3 separate regions of the Zea mays genome follow, and regions 1 and 2 are each linked to region 3. The links are chromatin contacts, called in public Hi-C maps. All regions are on one chromosome and are shown on one strand. The core of a region is the stretch at or near the end of the contact, and the rest is flanking DNA. Distances in the headings are between cores, read along the strand shown.

Evidence for each region. A called contact is a pair of places that touch in the nucleus more often than the background predicts.
Region 1: a Hi-C map of ear shows a contact between it and region 3, with 2.6 times the contacts expected there. The contact joins two enhancer-like sites. A contact is called at or near these places in 2 of 25 Hi-C or Micro-C datasets (bundle sheath and ear).
Region 2: a contact with region 3 is called in a Hi-C map of ear, with 2.3 times the contacts expected there. The contact joins the promoter of LOC100272914 here to the enhancer-like site in region 3. A contact is called at or near these places in 2 of 25 Hi-C or Micro-C datasets (ear and tassel).

Annotation. Positions count from the first base shown.
Region 1 is chr1:142,731,454-142,736,414 of Zm-B73-REFERENCE-NAM-5.0, reverse strand. No RefSeq gene overlaps it. Among protein-coding and RNA genes, the nearest start is that of LOC100283512, 270 kb to the right of the region's middle. Within about 2 kb of position 2,929, at least 20 of the 20 cell types and tissues checked have an H3K27ac peak or open chromatin away from gene starts, as enhancers often do. A contact at or near this core is called in bundle sheath and ear, where this site is marked.
Region 2 is chr1:144,517,407-144,522,089 of Zm-B73-REFERENCE-NAM-5.0, reverse strand. LOC100272914 (Red chlorophyll catabolite reductase chloroplastic) reads left to right here and starts at 2,784. Exons shown (of 2, transcript NM_001147366.1): 1 at 2,784-3,176; 2 at 3,924-4,683. The coding sequence starts at 2,796. The coding sequence ends at 4,541.
Region 3 is chr1:143,571,975-143,576,329 of Zm-B73-REFERENCE-NAM-5.0, reverse strand. No RefSeq gene overlaps it. Among protein-coding and RNA genes, the nearest start is that of LOC100381809, 16 kb to the left of the region's middle. Within about 2 kb of position 2,844, at least 17 of the 20 cell types and tissues checked have an H3K27ac peak or open chromatin away from gene starts, as enhancers often do. A contact at or near this core is called in bundle sheath, ear and tassel, where this site is marked.

The DNA of each region.
Region 1 (4,961 bases), core at 1,680-4,179, 840 kb after region 3:
TGTACAAGCATATCTTCGGTTCCTGCACACAAGATTGCACGGAGGTTCTTTGTAGGCTAAATAACACGAAGTGATGGTCCCTCCAAAAGGTGCTTTATGCAAGGCACACTGTTCACGTATTTATTGGGAAGATGATCAAAATTTGTACAAAATTACAATCATGCCCCTTAAGGCTTCACACTCATTATTTACAAATGACATCAGGGTAGTATTGGATTTTCTCCTTTCTCTGCTATTACATAGGTCTTGGCCTTCTTTTTCCTTCGTCAGCTTGCGCGTGAAGCTTTTCCTCATGCCGAAGCTAATTGTTTCTTCTCATTCTCCCACCATTTTTGCGTACAAATGAATCTTCTATTTATGTTGCTTCGACCGAAAGCCAACTTTGTCAAGCCTTTGGCATTCACCTGAAACACACTTTATTATACCGAAATACTAGTGTTTTGAGGACCTTCAGCAAGGCAGCCCCCAACACTGAGTATAGCGAAGAAGAGGGTGAGGTGGGTAATGGGACACGAGAAACATTGTCGAGTGCTTCCCTTCTCACCCACAGGAAACAAAGGTACATCTGGGCACGTGTCGAGAGGAGGGGTGGCCAAAGGCCCTTGAAATGCGGAGGGAGCTTCAATGTCCATCAACTTTTAATAAAAGAAGATATTTATGTCGTTTTATTTTTCTATCATACTTTTTGTCCATATGCAAAATATAATAGGATAGTTTCTCTTAGAATCATTAAGAGTTCATTTTCTTGTCCTTCCAATTGTTACACCTAAAAAGATTCTAATCATCACATGGTAGATCTTTCAAAGAAGAGTGTCATCGATTATTTTAATCTAAGTAGTGGAGGTACGACATATGCATGCATATTTTTGGTTTGCTTAAAGAGACTACCAAAACAGATTTGGGCCTGATGTTGGCACCCATGGCATTGGATGCCACAAACAAATAAGAGCCACATAATATATGATTAGTAAATGTTCCTTACCTATGTCATTATTGTTGGTCACTTGTTTTTTATCTTCTAAAGGATATAAAAAACAAGGCAACACAAGTTATTAAATTGGAAGCTTCTCCCTCTAATTATGTCTTTTACTAAAATCAATTAAAGCTATAAGATAAAAGGATATTGCAATAAAGGTAATGATAATGGTATGCAAATCAAGAAGAGCAAAACATATCACTCCTCTAGTTGTGCGCACTTGTATTTACTTCCTTCCTTGCAAAATATTAAAATATTACAAATGTACCTTCGGCTTCATACAAGCTAGAGCTCGAAGGTATCTTCGAAGGTTGAGCAATCGGATGCTCAAGGTCCAGAAAAACATAATTTATGCATGTCACTATTCCTCTATTTATAGTTGTGGGGTACAACTTCGGTGAAATTACAATTGTGACCTTGGGCCTATACATTTGGCCTATTTTACATGCCAAGGGCAAAGTTGTCCTTTCCCTCTTTGGACTAGCATACTAAATTCCGAAGGTTCCTGGTGATACTTCCTTGCTTCGTCATTCATGAGCATATGGTATCCACCCGAAGTTTTCTCCTACAGAAATGTGTATATTGTCAGCTCTAACTGATGGCTACCTTCGACATTAGTCATGCAACATGTGAAAGAAGACAAAAAAATTGTTATTGGCTAAGTGTTTGGAGGACCTTCAGGGGAAGAAGGCCCCCAATACTAGCTGTAACACCCAAAATCTTACTTTGGACTTATTAGAAAGATTTTTTTAAAAAAATCTGAATTAATGCCGTTAATAGGAATTTTACTAGCTTAGAAATCATTTCTTGAAAATAAGTAAATGACAATATTATATTTGGAGTTGTTAAAGTTAGATGTTGGACTCAAAACTAGAAATTGAAAATCAATTACATAAAGAATTTCAAATATTGATATGAGTGAATTATCTTCTTCTCTCTCATGAATTAAGCATTAGTATTACTGAAAATAACAAAACAAATAATAAAATATTATTGCATCATGCTGGGATTATTTTGTTTGTTGCATCTAACTAGGAGCTTGAAATTCAAAACCTAATTTGAATTTGAATTTGGAATGTGGAAATTAAAATACAAAAGATAAAACAAAAGGAAAAAAGGGAAAAGGAAGCCATACCTGCGCTTGGACCTTTTTCCTGAAATCGGCCCACAACCACTGCTAGCCTGCTCGGCCCAGCTAGGCGGCGTGCCGCGCGGACAGGTGGGCCCCGCCTGTCCGGGGTCCGTTGCGCGTGCCACTGCCGGGTTTCTCACCAACAGCTGGGGCCCACCTGTCGGGTCCCTACCCTTCGTCATCACCGGATCGGAGCTCGCGCCAGCGACTGCGTAACAAACTCTGTGCGCCGAGGAAATCTCGCACTGTTGTTTCATGCCAGACTCGCCTCCTCGCGCCTATATAACCAGGTCATCTGTTCCTCCTCTTCGTCTCATGTGGCCGCGACCGAAGCCACCATATACCGGGTACAGGGCGGGGGTGAAGCAGAGAGCGCCGTCGCATGCGAACCGCCGCTAGGGAGTCGACTTGACCCGTAGAGCCTAGCCTAAAGTGAAACACAGGGTGCGTGGAAGGTGCGCTACATAATTCATTGCCGCGGAAGAGCCTAAATCGATGGTAATTCCTCATCTGAGTGCTCTCCGCCGCGAAGCCCTTCACGCCGAGGGCAGACTCGTCTCCACTCCGAACGTTGGTGAGAATCCTATTGAGTGCTTAGTTGGCGTCTCCGTTTCGCTTGGGCCGGTTGGATTAGGAGCTAGGGGCCATTTGCGCGGGGACCGTGTGCTCCGGCGATGGTGCCGTCGTGGTGACCCTGCGTCGTCGCGGTCTGGTCGTGGAAGACCATGGTCGTGGATGTAATCTCGAACGACCAGGATTGGGCCTAGGTGATGGATTCGGGCATATGGACGTGGTCCGTCCGATCTGCCGCAAGGGCGTACGGGGGTGAGTCCTGGGCCATTTAGATCGTGAGTCGTGACTGTTGATGCCCGTGGAACGTATAGGATTACCTCTCTGGCATTTTGAATCATAGCCGTCGATCCTAGATCCATTGGCTATGCTTATGTACCGGTTGGAAGAAGGATTTTCTAATCCTGGCCGTTAACGCAATCCAACGGTCAGGATGCGCCTGTACCCCTTCGTTGTGCGCAATCTATACTATACTTAAAGCACCAGTTTCAACGGTCGTCATACGTCATTTTTTACAAATAACCCCTCACAGCTATTTCAAATTAATCTGTTGCACGTCTATAGATGACAAACGACGCCCGACATGGGCTAGATGCACGCGGGCCACAACTATGGCACAGACACGTCATATCGGCCTGCTAACTGTGTCGGGTCAGCCCGTCGATCTATTTAATTAAATCAGCGTAAAATGTTAAAAAACGGTGCAGGAGGTGGGGTTCGAACCCATCCCTGATGGAAGAAGGGCGAGAGACACTGGGTAAAACTGTCTAACCAGTAGAACATCACGCTAAGATATTTTTAATATTGAATATAAATTGTATATAGGTATATACGTTTTTTGTAAAATAAAAAAATAATCGTGTCGGGCCGGGCCAGCATTACGGGCCGAGGCTACAGCCCAAGCACGACACGACGTTCTTTGCTCTTGCAAGCATTAGGTGGTTTCTAATACCACATTGGCGCAATGGGCTACATGGTGTTTGAGGTTGCTGAATTGGATGGAGCAGCAATGATTTGTCACACTAACAGCAAAATGAAAGGTTATTTGTTGGTTTTGAACGTTAGTAATTGCTACGAAGTAGCGTAATTTATATAAAGCGCATCCAGTTTTTATTGTTGTCTGCCTTTAGCAAATATTACATATTTTGATCTATCTTTTTTATAAGTTTGACTTCATGGGACTTATTTTATAAACTTGATCTCACAAACTTTCTCTTATTTGTTCTCTGTATGATGGAATTATGTCATTTTATAAGCTCTGTTCATTCAGTCAATCGTTGTGAACTCTCTTCTAATCGCTCACTTCATTGGCCGTGTTGTACCAAGACATATTTGTATGGAGTAAACAATAACATCAGTTAGCCAAATCAAAAAAAAATATTATAAAGAGAGCGGAGACAATCAATAAAAAATCTTGAAATTTTTTTGATGGATAGTTTATTGTTGTAAGCCATCGCAACGCACGGACAACCGACTAGTTTATAAAAGAACCCTCGGAATGTTGTGGAATCAATCCTCCATCCACAGCCAGTGTTGAATAATTACAACCACACCTTGGAATTTGTAGATTCAACCCCGAGCTTCTGGTAAATAGTGCCCGCAACCCAAAGGTGAAATAAAATGAGTGAAATTAATAAAGAAAAGGATTTTGAATATAAAAATAATTCCAGAAACTTGTTTAATTCATATTTAATTCATTTTAACACATTTTTGATCCATTCCAGTTGCATTAATCCCATATTAATTTTTTATCATCTAGTAACCTTGTATTACCATGAAATCTATGATTAAAATCTTGTACCTTATTTGCTTTATAGTGGACACTTAAACATTTGGAAAATTATAACTTTATAACCGTAGCTCCGAATTTAGTGGTTCTCGAACCTACGATCTCGTTACGATACGTAGACCGTTATTATGCAGTTTGTTCTTATGTTTGCTGTGACGTTATTTTTGCTATACCATGTTTGTTTGTATGGCGACGATTAGCAGCGAGGTTACGAATCACTTGAAGAGCAAGTTGGTACCTGTGAATCTTGAGTCTCAGGCAAGTTGTGCTCTTGATCACTTTTCTTTACCCAATAATGTTCATGTTAATCAATGTGAAATGCTCAGGTTAATTTGATGGGACCTAATAGGTTTCCCTAGCATTGTTTATCCCCCACCTTGCAAATAGATGAACTATTGGGTAGATTTGCTATTGTTCTACCTGGTTTTGGGAAAGTAATGTTATATTATGTTGATGTTCCAATTTTATTGTTGTTGATTATTGTTCATGATAAG
Region 2 (4,683 bases), core at 1,535-4,034, 950 kb before region 3:
ATTTGTGGCCTACCACAACTATCTCTCTTTTACTCTATGCTCTGACCATAGATGTCCCGGGTGGCCTGCGGATTCCGGGGCACTCCTTGTAACTCTCCCCCCTAATGGGATTTCTCCCGAGGGGCGAGTTTTAGGGTTCTTCGTGGAGAAAACGACCCTCTGCGCCATTGCGGATCATCAGGTCCAGGGTACGGACCGTCCGACCAGCACGCATGGAAGATCTGCTCCCGCAGCAGGGCCGCAGATATTCCGTGTTGCCGCCGGAAGCACCGTCAGGCGATCCGGTGACTGTAAGTGCAATCAACCCTAATTGAGGGTTTTGGTGATTAAATGACAAAACAAACAGAGATTCTAACAAGTTTGCTCCTAGCATGTACACAGTTATTCTACAGACAGGAGAAGCACAGATCTTATGAGCATAAAAATGTAAAGCACAGCGGATTTAAATTCTACATCATATGGCATGCTCCAAGTGCTTGGAAACAACGACAGTGTTCATTTTATAATTCTTGAGTTATAGGAATCGTCGTTCAATTAAGAGGGATCCGCGATGGTTCAAAATCCTTCAAAATCATCTTAGAGAACACTTTTCCAGATCATGAATACCTTTGTGAAAAACCATTTTCTCTTCCCACAAGAGTTCCACCTTTGTTCACTTCAAAATGTTCAAAACTTGCTCTTCAGCCTCTGAAACCGGTTCAACCGGACCTGAAACCGATTCAACCGGTTTTTGGACTGTTTCTCTGCCACCCCTGCTTTGACTGTCTGACAGTCATAGCTGTCAGAAAAATCGTTGCAGATATTTTTGTGAAACCGGTTCAACCGAAATTTTTCCCGACTCAACCGGTTTTGGATCCGGTCGAGTCCCCGGCTGAGTAGATCAGTGAACCGAGATCTTCCTGGTGGAAACCGGTTTACAAACCGGTTCAACCGGTTTACAAACCGGTTCAACCGGTTTTGGCTCTTTTCTCCCAACGGCTGCCAGCTTTTTGGGGATCCTTTAAATCCCGCCACACTCTCTCTCTTCATTACTTCTGCTCTCTCCACGATTTCTCAGCTGACCAAACTCCAAACAAGGGCATTCAATTCACATCTCACACCCGAAATCGCATCTCCTTCAATCGCTTGAAGGATCCTTGGTGTGAGGTGAAGTCGATCTAACGCGCTGTCAATTTCATCTTGATTCTCCCATTCTCTTTGTTCTTGAGCTCATTGCAAACTTAACCTTGTGCGGATTTGTTACTCTTGGAGCCTTGTGCTCCTTGACAGTTAGAGGTTGCTTGGGAGTCTCCAAATTTGTGGACGACCCCAAGAAGTTTATATTACCCGCTCTTTGAGCAAATTTGAGAAGAGATTGCCTTGACCTTTGTGGTCGGCTTGTGGAGGATTAGGGTTGGAAAAGACCCGGCCCTTTGTGGGCTCCTCAGCGAGGAGTAGGACACCTTTGTGGTGGTTGCCGAACCTCGGGTTAAATCGCATGTTCTTGTGCGTTCTTGTCAAGTGCCTAAAATTGTTGGTTGTTTTATATTCATTTATTTGAGTGGATTTTCTGTAGGGAAAGTCATTAGCAAAATCTTTCACTACTTCGTCATATTAGTTTAACTGATTATTTAATCTAAGTTGAGCAGGTTCAAACTTGTTCAGTTGTAAACAAAATCAACTGAACCGGTTTGCACCAGTGCAACTTTAATTTGACATATCTCGAAGTTTTTAGTGAAAAATTTCAGGTGTAGCCTATTCACCCCCTCTCTAGGCTACTTTCAGTGACCTGTCATGGACCGTCATCGCTGTTCACGTTGCAGAGCCGAACCCAAAGTATTGCTCGTCACGAGAAGTGACTAGGCTTCATTGGTGTTTGGTTTTAAATAGATGGTGGTCATCATAGAGGTGGTGTACTATAAATCAGCGATAGAGATAAAGTTCAAGACCGCATCCGAGATAGTGTTATTTATTTTACATCTTATCTACAATCTCGCTTCGGTCATTAGTAATTGGCGCCCAAATTAGGTCCAAGACACTCCTTCACACATTTTGCCTTTTTAAACGCAATAAAAAATATGGACCTTCCGATTTTCCGAACTATCCTCCAAGTTATTAGAGTTAATAGATAATCGTGGCTGGGCAAAATACTCGTGGCTCGTGAGCTCGCTCGACTCGTGGCCAGCTCGGCTCGACTCGACTCGGCTCGTTTCAATTTTATCACGAGCTGAGCTAACATCTCAGCTCGGTTCGTTAACGAGCCAGCTCGACACGAGCTCGAGCCAGCTCGTTAGCTCGAATGAGCTAGCATTTATCTGTAAAACAAAGCCTATACTTGTATTAGATGAATTAATAAGTGATGAACTATGTTAGTTTACGGTTTAGATGATGTGATATATAAAATTATGAGTATTGTTAGTCTTTTCTAGTGTTAAATTAGTATGAAATTAACTAGCAATTAATTATATTGTTGTATATATACATGTATAATATTTTTTGTTCTGGCTCGCGAGATAAACGAGCCAGCTCGAGCTCGCAAACGAGCCGAGCCGAGCTGATTCTCTGGCTCGGTTGCTTAACGAGCCGAGCCGAGCCAGCTCGTTTCCTTAACGAGCCAGCTCGAGCTCGGTCGAGCCGAGCCGAGTGGCTCGATATCCACCCCGATAATCACGTAAATTCTTTTTTGTGCGTGCATTGGCGATAGCGCTGCCTCCTCTTTGTAGCTGCTACCTGCTAGTTCTCACGTCACTGTAGTCTGTAACGTCGTCTTCTTACTCCCCCTATCCGACGCCGGGACAGGAATCAGCTTCCCCTCCATGCTCCGGCTGGAGCAATATCTCCGGTTGCTGCCGGCGACCAGCCACGCTACAGCGCCCGCGTTGATCTCGGGTTACTCTTTCCTCTCCAGTCCTCTCCCTCGCCTCAGTGCCCTCCGGCTAGCCCGCTCGCGGCCTCCCCCGCTCAGGGGCAAAACGTCGAGCCCCGTGCGCGCCTCGGCGGAGCCGGATTCTACGGTAAAGCGCGCGCCCGAGATGGCCCAGAGGGAGGTGGCGCGGGTGGTCGCGGATCAGGCGGTGGCGCGTTTGGGCGCGCGGCTGCTGCCGTCCGCCGTGCCTGCCGACGTCGTCGAGTTTCGCAACGCCGCCGGGAACGCCGTCGGCTCGCTCGACGTGCAACGGGGCTCTCCTGGCTCGTCGGTACAGTTCAATAGTGATCCTATTTTTTTTTTTCTTGTGGTAGTACCGTACCATGTTAGTATAATACAGCTTTCGTGTGGTTGCATACCAAAAGATAAGGGCATACTACTATACTGCTCTGTGCGTAATACGGTTATGGGATCTCCAGTATGACTCGGAATCGGCACATCATGCATTCCACCATTTTTCCTTGGTATATAGTACTCAAATACACACATCACCCCATATATGGCATCTGTATTGAATACCAAAAAATGGCTTGTGTTTCAGTTCAGTATGGTTTGGTGCACTTGCTGACCGCCTACTTCTCGCCAATTGGATAATTGTTGTCCACTGATCCATTCAAGGTGAATTGTCAAAGTTTTAGATGGAAATATTGCTAATGCAACTCTATCAAAGCATCTTGTCAATTGTAGGTTACTAACAGTTCTCCATTTGAGTCCCTTAGATTATTGTTGTGACTTGTGAGACTGCCGAGTTCCAGATAAAGAAACTGGCAATGATCCGTCCCGTGATTTCCAAAACTTAAACTGTAATCGCAGTCCAATCTGAATATCACTGTCATATATGTTGTTGTCCTTGAGCTGATAGTTCAATCTTAATATGTGATTTCAGTCATTGAAAACAGCAATGTCGTCGAGGATGGAAGAAAGCTTGCATTAACATGCTTCCTGTTTGCTACTGCTGTAAGATGTAGTAAAAAGAAACGATGACAGGACCTGATGTGCGTTTCCTCCTTGTCTACAGATTGATTTCATGCTGCAGTCCTCGCTTCACTGTGAAGTCCCGAACGGTGCCATTGACATCACCTCAATTCTCATTTTCCTGAACGCCTCGACGGACGCACCACATTTCCTACTGGAGCTCATACAAGGCAGCTCAACTTCAATGGTGGTGATTCTGGACCTGCTTCCACGGAAAGACCTCGCGTTTCACCCGGACTACCTGCAGAAGTACTACGAGGAAACTGGAATGGATGAGCAGCGCAGAAAGATCGAGGAGCTACCGCAGGCTCGTCCATACAGATCTCCGTCACTCTTCGTGCGCAGCGCATGCTCGCCTACAGCAATAATGGTGAGCATTGACTGTGGACAAGGGGGTGAGAAAGCCTTGGAAGAGATAATACATGGACAGTTAGCAAAGGTCATTCAGGAGGCTCTTCAGACTTGGCTTGACAACTGTGTTGATTCCACCATAGAGATGGATGAGGCGGAGAGGGACTGCCTGCTCAAGAGGGACCGGATTGTAAGGTCGAAATCGATAGAGGTTGACCTGACTGCAAACCTTCCCAGGATGTTTGGTCCGGATGTGTCTAGTCGGGTCATAACTGAAATCCGCAAGGCCTTTGGTGTACAAGAGCCGTAAGTCGTTCATAAATACAAGCATGTAGTTACTTTATTGTAGAGAAAAATTGTTGTGAGTCCATGAAACCCCCTTATTTGAACAATCGAAAGTATATGTGCTAAAGTTGTGTATATATTACTACCAAGTGCTAACTGAGATGATG
Region 3 (4,355 bases), core at 1,595-4,094:
CCTGTGGTACCTGTTTTTGACCTAGGGGGATGTGAGTACAACAAGGTTGAGCTCACATACGTTCATCGCTCAACAAATTGTGGGGAATAATGTGCATGAACTCACCAAAAGTGGGAGCTCATGTGAAGTGTAAGGCTTACTAAAGGAGATGGTTAAAGCTGAGCATTGCTTTAGAGTTGGTCAAAATTTTATTAGTAGTTACTAAGTATAAGTAGATACCAACTCAATTAAGTAAGAGATCACAATTGATAATAACACCCGCGATGCAATGCATATGACAGATTAAGTTTAGTTCCATAAATTAATCATGCGAGAGTCCTGAGCTGCTCATGACCGCGAGCACTGCTGATATACCAGTTTTACACTCTGTAGAGGTTGCGCCCTTTACCCACAAGTCGTGTATCCCGTCTAGCCAAGGTTAGCTAGACCCTTAGACACTTCCGCGGTGAATGGATATGGATCCACTACGAGGCCTTTACAAAGTTTCACTAGCTTCAGAAAACCCACTACAGTTTCTAGAAAGCGCAATATAGGAATCCCCCGTCCGAAAAGCCATCGCAACATGATCACCCCGAGAACCTTCCTATACCGACAACTCCCCTACTGCCCTTGCCCCTTTCGGGTAAGGTAGTCCTCAACTAGCTTTCCTAATTAGTCAGCCAAGGGCGTCCCATTCCACCCTTATGGTAGCACGTGTTTCTCAAGTTAAGCTCTATGTTCCAATTAACACAATGATCTTGTCATGAACAATAATTAAACAACAGTATAACTGGAACATGATCATAATGTAATATTAATCCCCAAACCAGGTAGAGCAATAGCAAAACTACCCAAAAGTTCAGTGGTAAACAAGGTGTGGGATAAACAAGTCTAGAGAAACCTATTTGGTCCCATCAGATTAAACTGAGCATGTCATAGTGATTAATAGGAACATTATTGGGTAAAGAAAAGTGATCAAGGGCACAACTTGTCTTAGACTCAAGATTTCAGGTACCAACTTGTCTTCAAGTGACTCGTGAACTCACTGCTATTCATAGCAATACAACAAACATGGTATAGGCAAAATTAACATCACACCCAACATAAGAACAAACCGCATAATAATAATCTACGCGATGCTACGAGATCGTGAGTTCGAGAACCACCAAATTCGGAGTTACGATTATAAAGGTACGATTTTCCGAAGATCTACGTGATTAAATATTAAACTATATTATAAATTGGTTAATATACATCATATGAGAAAATATACTCCAAATAATTAATTAAACTTTAACCTAGATTATAGTTTGATTAGAAATCATATTTTAGTCAATTATCGTCATGGATTAATTTAACTTTGGTTGGAAGGATAAATCTACTAATAATAGGCTAACCTCTATCTATTTATAAAGATATGTTTTATGGTACAAATAATGTCATCACTGCGTAGGTAATTTTATTACGAAGCTAACGCAACCAGAACAGAGTAAAACAAAGTTAAAACACGTAAATTATGAGTTTTCTAAGATTTCAAGAATTATTTTTATACTTGGGAATCAATTTCCATGTTTATTTTATTATTTCTGAACTGGATGGACTACGGGCGCTATTCCTTAAATCTTCAGGGTTTAACCCGTGAAAAATCTGGACCTAACCGTACTGATCTCTCCACATACCCAGACTGCGGGTTGATTTAAAAGAAAACCGAGGGCTCTTTTGTATTTGTTTCACGGCTGAAAGGGTGTCCTTGATTCCCAGCTGCCCGATCTAAAACCAACGACATGCATTAGATCCCGTAAAACCAGAACCGGTATGTGATACCTGCCCTTGGATCCGAGATCCACGGCCCGAAATTCCCCCCGCAACGACACCATCCGATCCACCCATTCGTCAATCTGCAGCACTGATTTAAAATGACAAAGTTCTCACATATCTAATCGTGGCCGTTCCCTGATAGACCAACGTCCCATAGCTTGTTTGAGCCTAGCCGCCGATCCCTAGATCAACGGATGCGACCACGCCACCAACCCCAACTGAACACGGTGGCACCGCAGGGCATACCCGCGGCGGAGCTTCGCTGCCGGCCACACGATCCGACGCCTAATCGCCCAACCTTGAAATTGATCGGTGCTAAACTTAGAGGGGAAGATGGCGAACATGCAGAGAGGGTTCATACCGCCCATCGGAGTGGTGTTGGTGCTGACCATGGCGTGGTGTGATTATGCGGCGGAGGGAGAACTCCAGTGATAAATTCCTAGACCACGACGCGACGATATCTACAATACTCGGGTATATACTATGCGTGGATGATAATGGGAGCCCAGAGGGGTTTCTCACCGAAGAATGACGGCGTGTGCACCCTTGTCCACGTGATGATGCGGCTGCGCCATGGCTCCTAGGCTCCGGTGAGCACTTCTTGGACTCCAGTCTCCCACCCGCCTGGTGAAGATGCGACTCACCAGAGGCGAGCACCGTTGACCGCCCTAGTTTGCCGTTGAGGGTCTCAACAATGGTGTGGCGTGATCATGTCGACGACGAACTCCCTCATGCCCTGACCGTGGAGATGGCCAGGAGGATAGGTTCGAGCTCAGTTTTATTGTCCGAGAAGGTAGAACTCCCCAGCAACGGGCAGCACGCGATGGATAGGGAGGGTGTAACCACCCACGGCGGTATCGGCATATGAGTACGTCAGCAGGAGCCGCGGAGGTTCTGTTATGAGGGAATTGTTGGGGAAGATGACCTAACAGCATGGTCCCATTTGCCCGCGACCAGGGTTCTCCAGCGCATACGAGGGTAGGGAGGCTAGCGATTGGGTCCATGGTGTCTGCTGGCGCGAGAGCGTAGAGGGATGGGCCGCGTGGTGGTGTTGGTCGTGGGCCCGCATGTCAGCCGGCGAGGGAAGCTGGACCGGTTTGATGGGCCAAGCAGGTGTGGATTAGGCCCACAATGCATGTTTTCTTTATCTTTTTCTTTTCTATTTCAATTTTGTCTCTCTTTCTAAATTTCCAAATTTGGTAGTTTGAATTCAAATTTGCTGGTGAGTTTCACAAATTAAGTGCACAAATAAAGTACTAGCATGAAGAATTATAATTGTTTATATACATATATATATATATATTTTTCATTGTAATGTATTTTCCATTTTTTATTTCATTCTCTTTTCTTATTTCTCTTTCCATTTTCAAATTCTATTTTTCGAACTTAAACTTGTCTCATAAATTTGAATACAAATACAAAAATACAAGAATCCAACATGGAATGCACATTTATGCATTTATTTATTTGTCATTTGACTACTTTAATTCCTTTAGTTGAATATGCACAAAGAAAATAAGATCAAGAAATCCCCAAAACACTAGCATATAAGTATATTTATTTATTTATCCTATTATCTTCCTCTTATACCAATTTTGGGCATTACATGTAGGCCTTATCCACGTGCAAGCTGTGCTCTGCTTTCGGCCTCCTCTCGGACACTCCCCTTCATCTTCACTATCGAACTTTTGATCAAAATGTCATGGGCCTCGTTCCCTCCAGTACATGGTGGCGGTCATACTACAATCACGGTTGGTGTGGTTTCACAAGACCCTCACCCCACTTGATAAAATTACAACGACTCGCGCAAGAGCTGAGGGGTTTGTATGGGTTTTTATAACCTCACTCAATCTACTAGGAACAACCTAGAGCAAGCACAATAGCGGTCTAAATAATCTAAGAATTTCACAAAGCACCTACGCTAATCATCGAGTGATTCTATTAAGAACTTAGGTGTTTGGAGATATGGAGATGTGCCTGACTTCACTTGGTATGTTGCTTGAGCTCCCACACCCCCAAACAGCAGGGTGGGGTGGTATATATAGTCCAAAGAAAAACTAGCCATTAGAAAGCAAGTTGCAGCTTTCTGTGTGTAAGCAAAATGGACCTCAAGCCATTTGGATAAGTGATTTTGGTGTTTGATGATCAACATAACCTGTGGATGAATGTGTTTGCTAGTGTTTATGTTTGTAGTTCACAGGATGCTAAAGTGATTTGGACTAAGGCATTGAGGAAGCAACACCTCAAAAGAAGACATTATGAAGACCATAAGTGAAGATCAACAAGTACCAAGTGTTGGAACTTGCTCTCTTGGGCAAGTTGATCCAACGGGGGGAATGAAAGCAACGTAAACAGGGTTTCAACTTGAGATGGAAATAGCTCTGTTAATCCAGCCTCTCAAGGGCACTGTACGAGGATATTTATAGGTGCCTGAGTGCCCAACGTCTCAGTGTAAGGACACATGTACCCTCAGGCACCTGGACTATCCCCGGAATATTCCCATAAAGGAGGGTTACAGACTGTCATTACAGAAAAGCTATTACAAATTGGGCCCGTAA